Regions from separate parts of the Danio rerio genome. Here region 2 is linked to region 1. The links are chromatin contacts, called in public HiChIP or PLAC-seq maps. All regions are on one chromosome and are shown on one strand. Each heading gives the region's core, a stretch centred on a gene start, on an enhancer-like site or on the middle of the called end of the contact. The rest is flanking DNA. Distances are from core to core; before and after follow the strand shown. Region 1 holds the start of klf4 (Kruppel like factor 4). Region 2 holds the start of tmem38b (transmembrane protein 38B).

Region 1 (6,242 bases), core at 1,987-4,486:
GGTTAACTCGGTTGTTAATTATGCACATAATTAATCCACACAAAATATTTCTGAGTAAACCCATTGTATTAAACTTAAGTCAACTAATTGCTTTAAAAGAAATGTGTTTACTTTTTTTTAATAATGCACATGGTTCATTTACTTACATTTAATGCAATGTGTTTACTCACTTTTTAAAGTAGTCAACTAATAGATTTAAAATTATTGGGTTTACTCATGTTTTAATTATGCAAATAGTCATTTTACATCATTTTAATGCAATGTGTTTACTCACTTTTTTAAAGTAAAATCAACTAATCACTTAAAAAGTGCATAAACGTGTTGCTTTTAAAGCGATTAGTTGACTTTACTTTAAAAAGTGAGTAAATCCATTGATTTTTAATTATGCGCATAGTTAATTTACTTAATTTTAATGCAATTTATTTTAAAGTAAAGTCAGCTAATGCTTTTTTTTCCCCAGTGCACTATTGTTGTGTGCCGCTGTGAGTGTGAGAATGTGTGTGTGTGCGTGTGTTAAAGGGGCTCCATGAGTGTATTCTGTGGCTAAATGACGGCCTGCTGTTGACAGAGCCAAACGAACAGATCCTGATGTAACAGGATGGTCTCTGAGCTCGTGTTTGCTCTCCATACAAACATGATTGTAGACACTGCACAGGCAAATCCTCCGTATACGCAGACGCTCAGAACATAACAGCATGCGCTAACACACACACACTATGCTTTTAAGCAGATTTCACGATCATACTCAGGGTTTCAAATCAGGACGATGCTGAAGTAATCAAATTAAATGAACAACATGCCAAGAGAGGCACTGGAAATGCATGCATAATTACACAGACACAGCTTAAACTCGTCAAAGATGAGTCGCATTTAATTATGCGCACAGCAAAATCAATTATATTCACAGAATGCATATATTCATATTATTAAATAATATATTATTAATGTAGTAAAAATAAGATGATGAATATGGGTCACATACCTGACTCACTCCAGAACTGTCTGCTCCTTTCAAGCTTTTCCTCCTCATTTTCTTTACACTGGAATGAAACACAGAAACCAATGTAAAATTTACAGTAAACTGAAGCCATTATTACTGTCAAATAATGCTTATATGTGATAGGAAACATCTGATTCTGCTACCAATAGTTGTTTAACATATAGTCCAACTATTTAAACAGTAACACAGTTGACAATTACAGAGATGACAACACCTGTTCAAAGAAATATCCTGAAATTCACTGTGCTTTTGCATATTATTAATAAACATACATGGAACAGAAGTAAAGTACTCCTCTGAAATATTGCACAAGCTCAAACTAACTGACTGCATGAATGACTGAATGAATGAATGAAGGGAAAGGCTTGTCTTATCAAAGAAATCCCACACATTTTTGTCTGTCTTTGTGTTTTGCATTAGGGAGGAAAAATGATTAGTGTTAATTACAGACACACCTCAGCGCTGCGGCTGTGGGAGTTTACAGTGTGTGTGTGAACACCGTGTTCAGACTCATCAGGCACGCCAGCAACAGGTGGCATTAGAGAAACACACACACACACAATCACACCAGTGCATGCACAATCTCACATGTCCACACACACACACACACACAACCGTGCATGCATACACTCTCTCTATCTCTCTCTCTCACACACACACACACACACACTCTCAGTTTGTTTTCATCTTAGTAAGGACATCACACTGACATAGTTTCATGTTAGTATCTCTAATCAGGGGCAGATTCAACTAATAAGCAAGAAAGCTGAGGGGCTTCAATTAAATACCATGTGCTGGAACTCGGTGCTGGAGGGCCGGTGTCCTGCATAGTTTAGCTCCAACTTCCTTCAACACACCTGCCTGGGCGTTTAAGCTGCGGTCACACTGGACTTTTCTCCCCATAGACTTCCATTCATACGCACACAAATGCGTCAGACTGGAAACACAAGGTCATGCAGCAAGTTTCACAGTTTGCTTGGTGAACTCTGACCTGCGAAACGCACCACTTGACTGCGTGAGACCAACTGAGGATCAAAACATGACCTCTCTGGACAGAAATGTAAAACATGGAGCAATCGCTTGCTTATTTAAATGTCTAATCATCTTGTTTACTCCCGCCCCTTTTTAGCAGCGCCGCACGACAGAATCTCGCAACTAGTGCGATCGCAGCTTCAGCAGACCTAGTAAGAGCTTGATTAGCTGCTTCAGGTGTGTTTAATTGGGGTTGGAACTAAAATATGCAGGACACCGGCCCTCCAGGACAGAGTTTGGGCACCCCTAACCTAGACATATGAATTATACCTATAAATTACATATAGCAGCATTTTCTACCATATTTTGTTTGATGAGCGTCTAAAACAAAATAAAAGTTTAATGTTTATTACATCTGCGCAAACATATCCCCCTTAGTCAATCACAGAGAGGTCCAGCAGTCAAATTAGGTAAAGATTTAGTTTTAAAATGAAATAGTTTGAGGATTATTTTTAGTTGAGAATTAATTTTAAGAAAACAAATCAGTTAAAAAAAGTTTCACCAGATGCGTTACATTGTGTTATTATTAATTTGCATTGAGACAAAACATAGAAAAGGAGTGATTGAGTGATATAAGAAGAAAAAAAGAGCAAAATAAACCAATTAAAAATAAATTAAAGTACAAAAGGTGCATTTTAGAACTTTTGGCTGGAATTGCTTACGGCCCCCAAATCACTAAATCCGGCTCGTCTCTAACCCGAACCTCACTGAAACAACAGCACACATCACTCAAACCATCCTCAAGACTTTTAATGAGTGGTGTGCAGTGAAATGTCAGCACTACAGTGGCTCGTTTTGATTTCTCACTATACAGCAGAGGACAACTGAGCAAGTAGCTAACCCAGCACACACACACTCATACACACAACAGCACAATCAGTGCTTTAAACAAGTCCCTCCACCACGACTTTGTGTGTGATTAAAAGCAAAAAACAGACTGGTTTTCTTACTCGAGTGTGTGTGTGTGTGTGTCTGTGTGTGTTGATCCCGGTTGCTAACACGCGCGTGTTTGTGTGGATACAAAATACCAGCCCGCTGCCAGATTTTTTCTCCTCCCCAGTCCTCGATGACGTCACGCGGAGTGTTTTCTTTTTTTTCTCTCCGCGGTTGCCGAGCAACGAGAGGCGTGTCCGGGGTTTAAGAACTAGGCGAGGAAAGCCCTGCGCGCATCTGACGAATCACTCCAGTCCAGACACCGGAGCGCGCGGCCGCGGCAGCGAACGGGACACCGGGAATCCCCGAGTGTCGGAACCGAACATGCTGCTTTGATCAGCCGGATGGAACGCGTTCGATGCGCTATTAAAGAACTCTTTGATCTAGGATTTAAACTGCTTTTGCGTTCCTTCCACTCATGAGGTGCGTTCTGCACTTGGAGAGTTCCATTCCTAATTATTTGTATTATTTTTTTGGCTTTAATATGACATGTTTTCAGGAGCGCTCTCTCTCTCTCACTCTCTCTCTCTTAGGATTATCATTTTTATTATTATTATTATTTTATTTTTTTATTTATTTGTTAAATTTCAGGCAGCCTCCGACTGAGTTTGATAGCATGGCACTGAGCGGAACGATTTTGCCCTCCATCTCCACCTTCGCGAGCGGCACCGATGTGAAGCACAAGGCCGTGTTGGGACCCGGAGCTGCCGGTTCAGTGAGTATCTGCACAGGTGTTGCTGGTCATGATGATCGGTTAATTCTCACGGTTTCCACCGAGCGAGAGATTATGACAGAGTTGTTGCTCCGCGGCAGGGGCGTGAACCGATCCGGCGGCTCGAGCTGTTCTCCGCATGGGAAATATCTGACATGCACTGATTATTACAAAGTACAGCTTCTAGTTTAGTGTGGATCCTCCTTTAGCTGTGAGGTGTTTAAGTGAAGGAAAATATGATGAAAACAATACTAGTTTATTATGTTTTATTGTGTATTTATTTTTTGAATTAATATAAAAGTCTATACTGAATACTCATTATCATGTTATAGTATTTGCATTAATAAAAAGTCAATAGTATTTACTACAGGCGTGTTGTAATATGATATATTAGTTGTAGAAAACCACTTGTCAAATATCTGACATGCACTGATTATTACAAAGTACAGCGTTTAGTTTAGTGCGGATCCTCTTTTAGGGTGTGTTGTTAAACAAACAAAATGCTAAATCATAATAAAGAGTATCTGAGTAATTGACGAGCGCAGAGAGAAATATCTGATGAAAAAATACTTCATGTTACAGTATTTGCAGTAATATAATAAAGTCTACTGTTTTTTTACTTCAGTAATCTGTGGCGTGTTGTAGTGTGATATAGTAGATGTAGAAAACTAATGTAACATGCACTGATTACAAAGTTCAGAAGTAAAGTTGAGTTTATATTCACACATTCAGACGTTCTCTTTTATAATATTGAGCAAATAATTCTTTGCAAATGATCATATCAGCAGCCTGTGACTATCACAGTACAACACTGTTGACAGTCAATTAAATATAGTGCTGATGTTGTTTTGACCAAATGTGTGAATATAAAACCAACTTCACCTCAATATTCTCCTTTTGTTTGGGTCTGTAGTTATAAACCAACACAATACTCGCATGAAGGAGTCTCTGAGTAATTCATGAGCACTAAGGGGGAAATTATCTGTGATGAAAAATTACTAAACTGTCAGAAATGCAAGGGTATGCAAGCTGTCTCTGATGCGATACAAATGTGTACCTAAAAGGTCCATATTAATACCTTAAAGGTACATATAGTAGATAAAAAGTGCAAAAGTGTTCCTCTTAATTTTCTTGGTACTAATATATACACTTTTGAGGTACCATTAAGTACAAATGTGTATCTTTTGAAAAAGGTACCACTCCGCTGACAGCTTGCGTAGCTTTATTTCTGAGAGTGTAGTTCATTATGTTTTTTGCATTAATAATAACTTTAGTTTTTACTACAGTAATCTGTGTTGTGTTGTGTTGTGTTGTAGTATGATATATTGTATAGTTGTTGAAATCTACTTGGGAAATATGTCACATGCACTGATTACAAAGCGCAGCGTTTAGTGAAGTGTTAAAGTTATTAGGGTCTGTAGTTTTACACAAACAAAATGTTAAATAATAATAATAAAAAAGTGCATGTGAGTAATTGACGAGAGCATATCTGTTATGAATAAATACTAGTTTATTATGTTTATCATGTTATAGTATTTGCAATAATATAAAGTCGAATGGTTTTTAATCTGTGAGTTTTAGTGTGGTATATTAGCTGTAGAAAACGTAATTGTGAAATATGTAACATGCACTGATTATTAGAAAAGTACAGCGTTTAGTTCAGTGTGGATTCTCTTTTAGGGTCTGTAACTATAAACAAACAAAATGCTAAATACCAATAAATAATAATAATAATAATAATAATAATAAAGAGTATCTGAGTAATTGACGAGCACAGAGAGAAAATATCTGTGATTAAAAATACTAGTTCATCGTGTTACAGTATTTGCATTCATGAACTCTTCAAGCTTTTACTACAGTAATCTGCATGATCTGTTCTATAGTTGTTGAAATTTGTCACATGCACTGATTATAAAGTACAGATTCTAGTTTTGCATGGATTCTCTTTACTGAGGTAAAGTTGGCTTTACATTTCACACATTTGGTCTTTCTCCTTAATAATATACAGAAAGGTATTCTTTGCTAATTATAAATAGTGAAATCATATCAGCAGCCAAAATACAACATTGTTGACAGTCAATGAGGCAGTGCTGGTGTTGTTTTGAAGTCATTTGTATATGTGATTTCAGACTGAATATTCAATAGTACCATGGTAAAGAATATAGGAAGTGTGTTACAAGTTGTCACTGAACAAATGTGTGAATCTAAAACCAACTTTACCTCAAATATTCTTTTAGGGCCTGTAGTTATAAACATAAACACAATAATGGCTGAAAGAGAGTGAATAATTCATGAGCACAGAGGGAGAACTGCTGTGATGAAAAATACTGAAGTATATAATGCTGTAGTATTTGCATTGATACACACTAATACATGCTTTAGATGTGTTGTAGTATGATATTATATATATATATATATATATATATATATATATATATATATATATATATATATATATATATATATATATATATATATATATATATATATAAGCAACTGTAATAGCATAAGAGTAATTTAATTACAGTGACTAGTTACATTAATAACATTGACAACTATACTAAT
Region 2 (6,242 bases), core at 1,528-4,027, 220 kb after region 1:
CCTGTAATTAACAACAGCTGCTGCTGCTCCGATACAATAGAGCACATTACTGCAACACTGCATGCTTGAGCTACAGCTAGAGCTGCAACTAGTCATTTAGATGATGATTATTTTACTGATAATTTGATTAATCTAATAAAACCAAATACTTTTTTTAAAAGGATGCATAATATGCAATATACACTCACTGGCCACTTCATTAGGTACACCTTGATAGTACCGGGTCGGACTCCTTTTCCCTTCAGAACTGCTTTAACCCTTGGTGGTGTAGATTCAGCAGGGTATTGGAAATATTCCTCAGAGATTTTGCTCCATATTGTCATGATAGCATCACACAGTTGCTGCAGATTTGTCGGCTGCACATCCATGATGCCAATCTCCCGTTCCACCACATCCCAAAGCTGCTCTATTGGATTGAGCTCTGGTGACTGTGGAGGCCATTTGAGTACAGTGAACTCATCGTCATGTTCAAGAAACCAGTCTGAGATGATTGAGCTTTATGACATGCTGCGTTATCCTGCTGGAAGTAGCCATCAGAAGATGGAGACACTGTGCTCATAAAGGGATGGACATGGTCAGCAGCAATGCTCAGGTAGGCTGTGGCGTTGATGCTCAATTGGTACTAATGGACCCAAAGAAAATCTCCCCCACACCATTACACCACCACCACCAGCCTGAACCGCTGATACAAGGCAGGATGATCCATGCTTTCATGTTTTTGAGTCGAGCATCTGAATGTGTCAGCAGAAATGGAGACTCATCAGAGCAGCAACGTTTCTCCAATCTTCTATTGTCCAGTTTTGGTGAGTCTGTGTGAATTGTAGCCTCAGTTTCCTGTTCTTAGCTGACAGGAGCGGCACCCGGTGTGCTCTTCTGCTGCTGTAGCCCATCCGCCTCAAGGTTGGCCGTGTTGTGTGTTCTGTTCAGAGATGCTCTTCTGCAGAGCTCGGTTGTAGCGAGTGCTTATTTAAGTTACTGTTGCCTTTCTATCAGCTGGAACCAGTCTGGCCATTCTCCTCTGACCTCTGGCCTCATCAACAAGGCATTTGCGCCCACAGAACTGCCGCTCACTGGATATTCCCTCTTTGTCGGAGCATTCTCTGTAAACCTTTGAGATGGTTGCGCGTGAAAATCCCAGTAGATCAGCAGTTTCTGAAATACTTGGGAGCAAGAACCATGCCACGTTCAAAGTCACATAAATCCCCTTTCTTCCGCATTCTGATGCTCGCTTTGAACAGCAATAGATCGTCTTGACCATGTCTACATGCCTAAATGCATTGAGATGCTGCCATGTGATTGGCTGATTAGAAGTACAGGTGTACCTAATAAAGTGGCCGGTGAGTATGCCATTACAGCTGTAGTTGAATAAAATGCAACTCTTCACTTTTGAACAAATTGACACGGTGTGACGTGGTTCCTGTATTCTGTACCACACTATATTGAATATTGGGTTTGAAATTGCATGCAAGTTTGATGCCAAACAACATTAGCACAACTGAATAGACTGTAAACAATGCTGTACTTTGATAGTAATTGGCTGCTAATGTTATTTTCCCATTTAAAAGTTGCAAAGAATACTTTTCTAAAATTAAATTATTAATAAAGCATGAATGTGAGAATATAAAACTAACTTTACCCCAAATACATGATGGTCACTGCACACAAGAGCAAAGTGCATGTTTGGTTAATGCAAAACGACAAGCTAGACTGGTTTTCCCCACCCTGAGAGCGGTTGTATGCATGTGTAATCATCCTAGCCACTGCAGCAGAGTATTTACATGTTGAAACACACAGAGAACATTGACAGTGGGTTAATGATTAAATATTTATCTCCCCTTTGAATGCATGCAACTTCTGCTTTTCACTCTTTAAACACACTGACCTGCTCTAAAAGTCTAGAATCATCAGTCATAAACATGACTGTGAGAATTTAACACTCATTCTGTGTCCACAGCAATGCAAACGATGAGGAAAGCACTGATAAACAATGCCGCGCTGGACTGTTTATACACGTGTGCGCATGCGCGGCTCCTTCCCAGATTAACCGAAGTACTTATAAAACCGAATCAACCGTAGGATAAATACTTATAAAACTATATTAATGTCTTGTTATAGCATTGTTGTTTTGGTAAACTGAAATAAAACCACCTTTTATGTGTTAGATATGCCATATATTAAACATAAAATGTCGTTTTACTTAATTTTATCAATCAAAGTTCCTCTAACAAGTTTTATAGGTATTTACATGTAATATAGTTTTATAATTTGATTTTTCGTGAATATCATATACGCTATTGATGCCAAACGATAGCGTTTCAGATTACCAAACAAAATTGTATGCATAGTTACGAGTATTAGGACCACAAATATAAACAAAACTAATTAATAAGTGGCATTATAGCTGATAAGGGCTGGAGGTTTGTCGAAGTGACTCGGACTCTCTGAAGTGAATGAAAGGTGTGTGTTAAAGGGATTTAGTCGTGTTTATTCTTACCTGGCTGTTCCCTCAGACTCATCACGGATATAATATAATGTGCCATGTCGAAATACGGGAACATTGGCAGTTTTGACAGCCCAAATGCGAGCTCGTTCAGATTGAAGAACGCAAACACATCCATAACTGAGCCGCTTCAGTGTTCCGTCATGAACGCGCTTTAATCCTGTCGGCCGCGCGCCCGTGGACTCGGTTCAGGTTACCGGTGTGTTTGGATGTTTGGTTTTGGACGCTTGTAGTCTGCAGATGCTCCGACACAGAATGAATCCAGCTGATCAACAGCTGACTGGAGCGGTAACCGGATCCGCCGCCATTACTGCTGCGGATGCTGAGCGGGAACGCGCGCGCGCGCGCGCACAAGCCACAACTTCACTTTCACAACTATTTCAAAACAAAGCTCTAGCAAACACTAGCCTGACACGTTATATTCTTAGTGTGGTACATTGAAAGTGCTGTAGTTCGTGATTTATGATGGTATTTATTAAAGCATCGGGCTTTCATTATCTGATTTAGACAGATTTCAGTTTGCTCTAAATTATAAACACTAAATTAAATAAGTCTGTAGGTCCAAACTGACCCCCCATGTGACAATCAGATGCTGAATGTGTTAGCAGACTGAACAAGAGCATAATGGTGAGCCTAATTTTAATAATACATCGACAAATACACATATAACACAATAAATAATGCACAAATCGACCTTTTGAGAAAACAGATTGGTCACTTCAGGTACAGCAGGTTATTATCAGTGGTGTAAAGAAACTAATAGCAAATACTCAAATTAAGCAAGCTAGTTTATTTATATAGCACATTTCATACACAGTGGCAATTCAAAGAGCTATACATAAACAAGAATAAAAAAGAAGTATGAGAAAATTAAAAAACAAGCAATAAAAATGATTAAAAACTGATTAAAGTGTGTTAAAACATGTTTTAAAAGAATGAAAAAAGAACAAGTAAATGGGTTTACTTTTAAAATTTACTTTTAAAGTTTTTTTTTAATTAAACTACTGTAATGGAGTGGGTTTTCTCAGGAATTGTAACTTACTAAGTAGTTTTGAAAGATACTTTTTACTAGTGCATTTTACTGCAGTATTGGTACTTTACTCCACTACTGTCCTTCAACCTGCAGTCACTACTGTTTTTTCCTGTCTATGGGGATTACAAAAATCAGTTCTGTGATGCCTGACAAATCAAATCACACATAAAAGGTAAATCTCCTCATAATGAACTACAGTAAGACATGGGCGATTTATAAATGCAGCAAACTGTTTGGAAGCATTAAAAGTGTCCAAGGAGATGTCCAAAATCTTTACACGCATTGACCCAGAGACTGTTTAGATCAGAGATGCCCAAATAAGGGCCCCCGGGCCAAAGTTGGCCCATTGTAACCTTTGATTTGGCCCACCATCCCATCTGAGAAGAAAGTGAGAAGGATGGAGAGGCTTGGGACAAATGCCTTTAAAAGAGATCGTCATTTCTAATTTGACGCAACCTTTTTTGTTTGTTTTATTGTTAAGCTACAAAAAAAAAAAAAAAACCCTAACTAAAATGAAATGTTTCAAGTAAATGAATCTATTTCTTTTATGTAAACAATGTCACTTGACAGAAAACTATACAAAAGACATCAGTAAGCAAATCAAGGCAAAAACTAGTGTAACTCTCCATTCTGCTATGAATTAGATTTAGAAACAAAATAGTAAAACAAATATGCTGTATTAGTTCAAATAAAGCAATGTTTTCTAGTTATTTTTAAATATTATTAAATAAGTTAGGAGGTTTCGTCCTCCATACAGAAATGACCTTTTCCATAATAAGAAAATTACTAATTAAACCTATATTTAAACTAATCATTTATTAATTTAAATAAGTTATATTAGCCTACGTTAAATGTAATCAATAATTCTAGAGAGAGGCAGAAGTAAACGAGAGAACACTTGAAAAGGAGATGAATGTAAAGTAATAAATGTAAACTGAAGATGCTCGCTTGTTTTCCTCAGAGAGCGACACCTGCCGGACACACGGGTCACAGCGTGAGGAGTGGAGCCGCAGTTCTCGCGAGATTCCACGATGTGGCGCCGTTGTCAAACTTATCGCCATGGAAACAAAAAGAGCGGGATTTTGTCTAAAACAAACGATGTTCCAAACCAGCGGTATGCGAGATATAAATATAAATCAGTAGATAAAACACTGTATCTGTGGGTAAGTGCAGTAATTAATCTAACAGGGGCCTTTATTCTGGACACGGTAATCTAGTAAATGTGTCAAACTCAATGAATGTTGTTGAAGAAAGCTTTTGAAAATCTGTGGCGACTAAAGCTTGTGAAAATATGAGAAAAATGTCAGCTAATCAGACAATCTGAGCTGGGTAACTCGGCTAATTAACCATTAAACCACACAAATCCTGAATACTGAGGTGAAAAGGGTTAATCTGGTTAATTATAGTTGACTGGGTTTGGTTTAGGTGGTTTAGTTGCCCTGAACTGAGGCATTTTTAATAGTTACAGGCCTGTAGCCAGCCTGGGGTGAAAGAGATGGTTCTGTTTTCTCAAGATGTCGACCTTTTTGCAGTTATTCGCCTCATTTTTTATTTATTTAGGACAGTGTTTCTCAAAATAAGTACCACCTCAGAAAAAAATAGTTTCTCCAAGTACCACCATAATAAACGGTATTAAAATACAGTAGCGTTAGCGTAGTTGGCCCAGTAAAGCAGCTACAGCTCTGCACAGTTCAAAAATGAGTCACATTAATTCCTATTATTAAGAATATTTATTATTGTCAGCCACTTTAAACATTAGAAATAGTTTGCACATTAGCACTGTACTGTGCTTATACAGTTGAAGTCCGAATTATTAGCCCCCCTGAATTATTAGCGCCCGTTTATTTTTTCCCCAATTTCTGTTTAACGGAGGGAAGATTGTTTCAGCACATTTCTAAGAATAATAGTTTCAAAAACTTATTTCTATTAACTGATTTATTTTATCTTTGTCATGATGACAGTAAATAATATATTTTTTAAATATTTTTCAAGACACTTCTATACAGCTTAAAGTGACATTTAAAGGCCTCAGTAGGTTAATTAGGTTAACTTGGCAGGTTAGGGTAATTAGGCAAGTTATTGTATAATGATGGTTTGTTCTGAAGATTATCGGGGGGAAAATTAGCTTAAAGGGGCTAGTAATTTTGTCCCAAAAATGGGTTTTAAAAAATTAAAAACTTCTTTTATTCTTGCTAAAATAAAACAAATAAGACTTTCTCCAGAAGAACAAATATTATCAGACACACTGTGAACATTTCCTTGCTCTGTTAAAAATCATTTGGGAAAAATTTAAAAGAGAAAAAAAAAATCAAAGGGGGCGAATAATTCTGACTTGAATCAATCAATCAAGCCTTTATTTGTCACTGCACTTTCATATAGACTCAGAATTGTTTTATTTAAAAAAAAAACAACTTATTTTATGAAGAAATCTTATGTATTGTTTTTCACATATATATAAAAGTTTATATATAACACGTATATATAAAAGTTATATAAAATATTTATATATACACGTGTATATAAAAGTTTTTAGTGTTTTTATATTCTCAAATATGATCATCCCAGTGAAAAAAACACTGAAAAGGTACGTATCTGTATACTTGTATATGCATGAAAAACAAAATTTCATAGTTAATGCATTTAATAAATAACTTAGTTATATTTCCAAAAATATTTAGAATTATTTTATTTGTTTTTATGTTTGTTTTT

What was found. HiChIP or PLAC-seq counts read pairs in DNA pulled down with a chosen protein or histone mark.
Region 2: an H3K4me3 HiChIP or PLAC-seq map of embryo shows a contact between it and region 1, with 2.9 times the contacts expected there. The contact joins the promoter of tmem38b here to the promoter of klf4 in region 1.

Annotation. Positions count from the first base shown.
Region 1 is chr21:544,599-550,840 of GRCz12tu, forward strand. It overlaps klf4 (Kruppel like factor 4), which reads left to right and starts at 3,237. Exons shown (of 5, transcript NM_001113483.1): 1 at 3,237-3,388; 2 at 3,557-3,680. The coding sequence starts at 3,384.
Region 2 is chr21:767,241-773,482 of GRCz12tu, forward strand. It overlaps tmem38b (transmembrane protein 38B), which reads right to left and starts at 2,778. Exons shown (of 8, transcript NM_200176.1): 1 at 2,495-2,778. The coding sequence starts at 2,618. It overlaps LOC141379934 (a long non-coding RNA gene), which reads left to right and starts at 4,601. Exons shown (of 4, transcript XR_012397024.1): 1 at 4,601-4,696.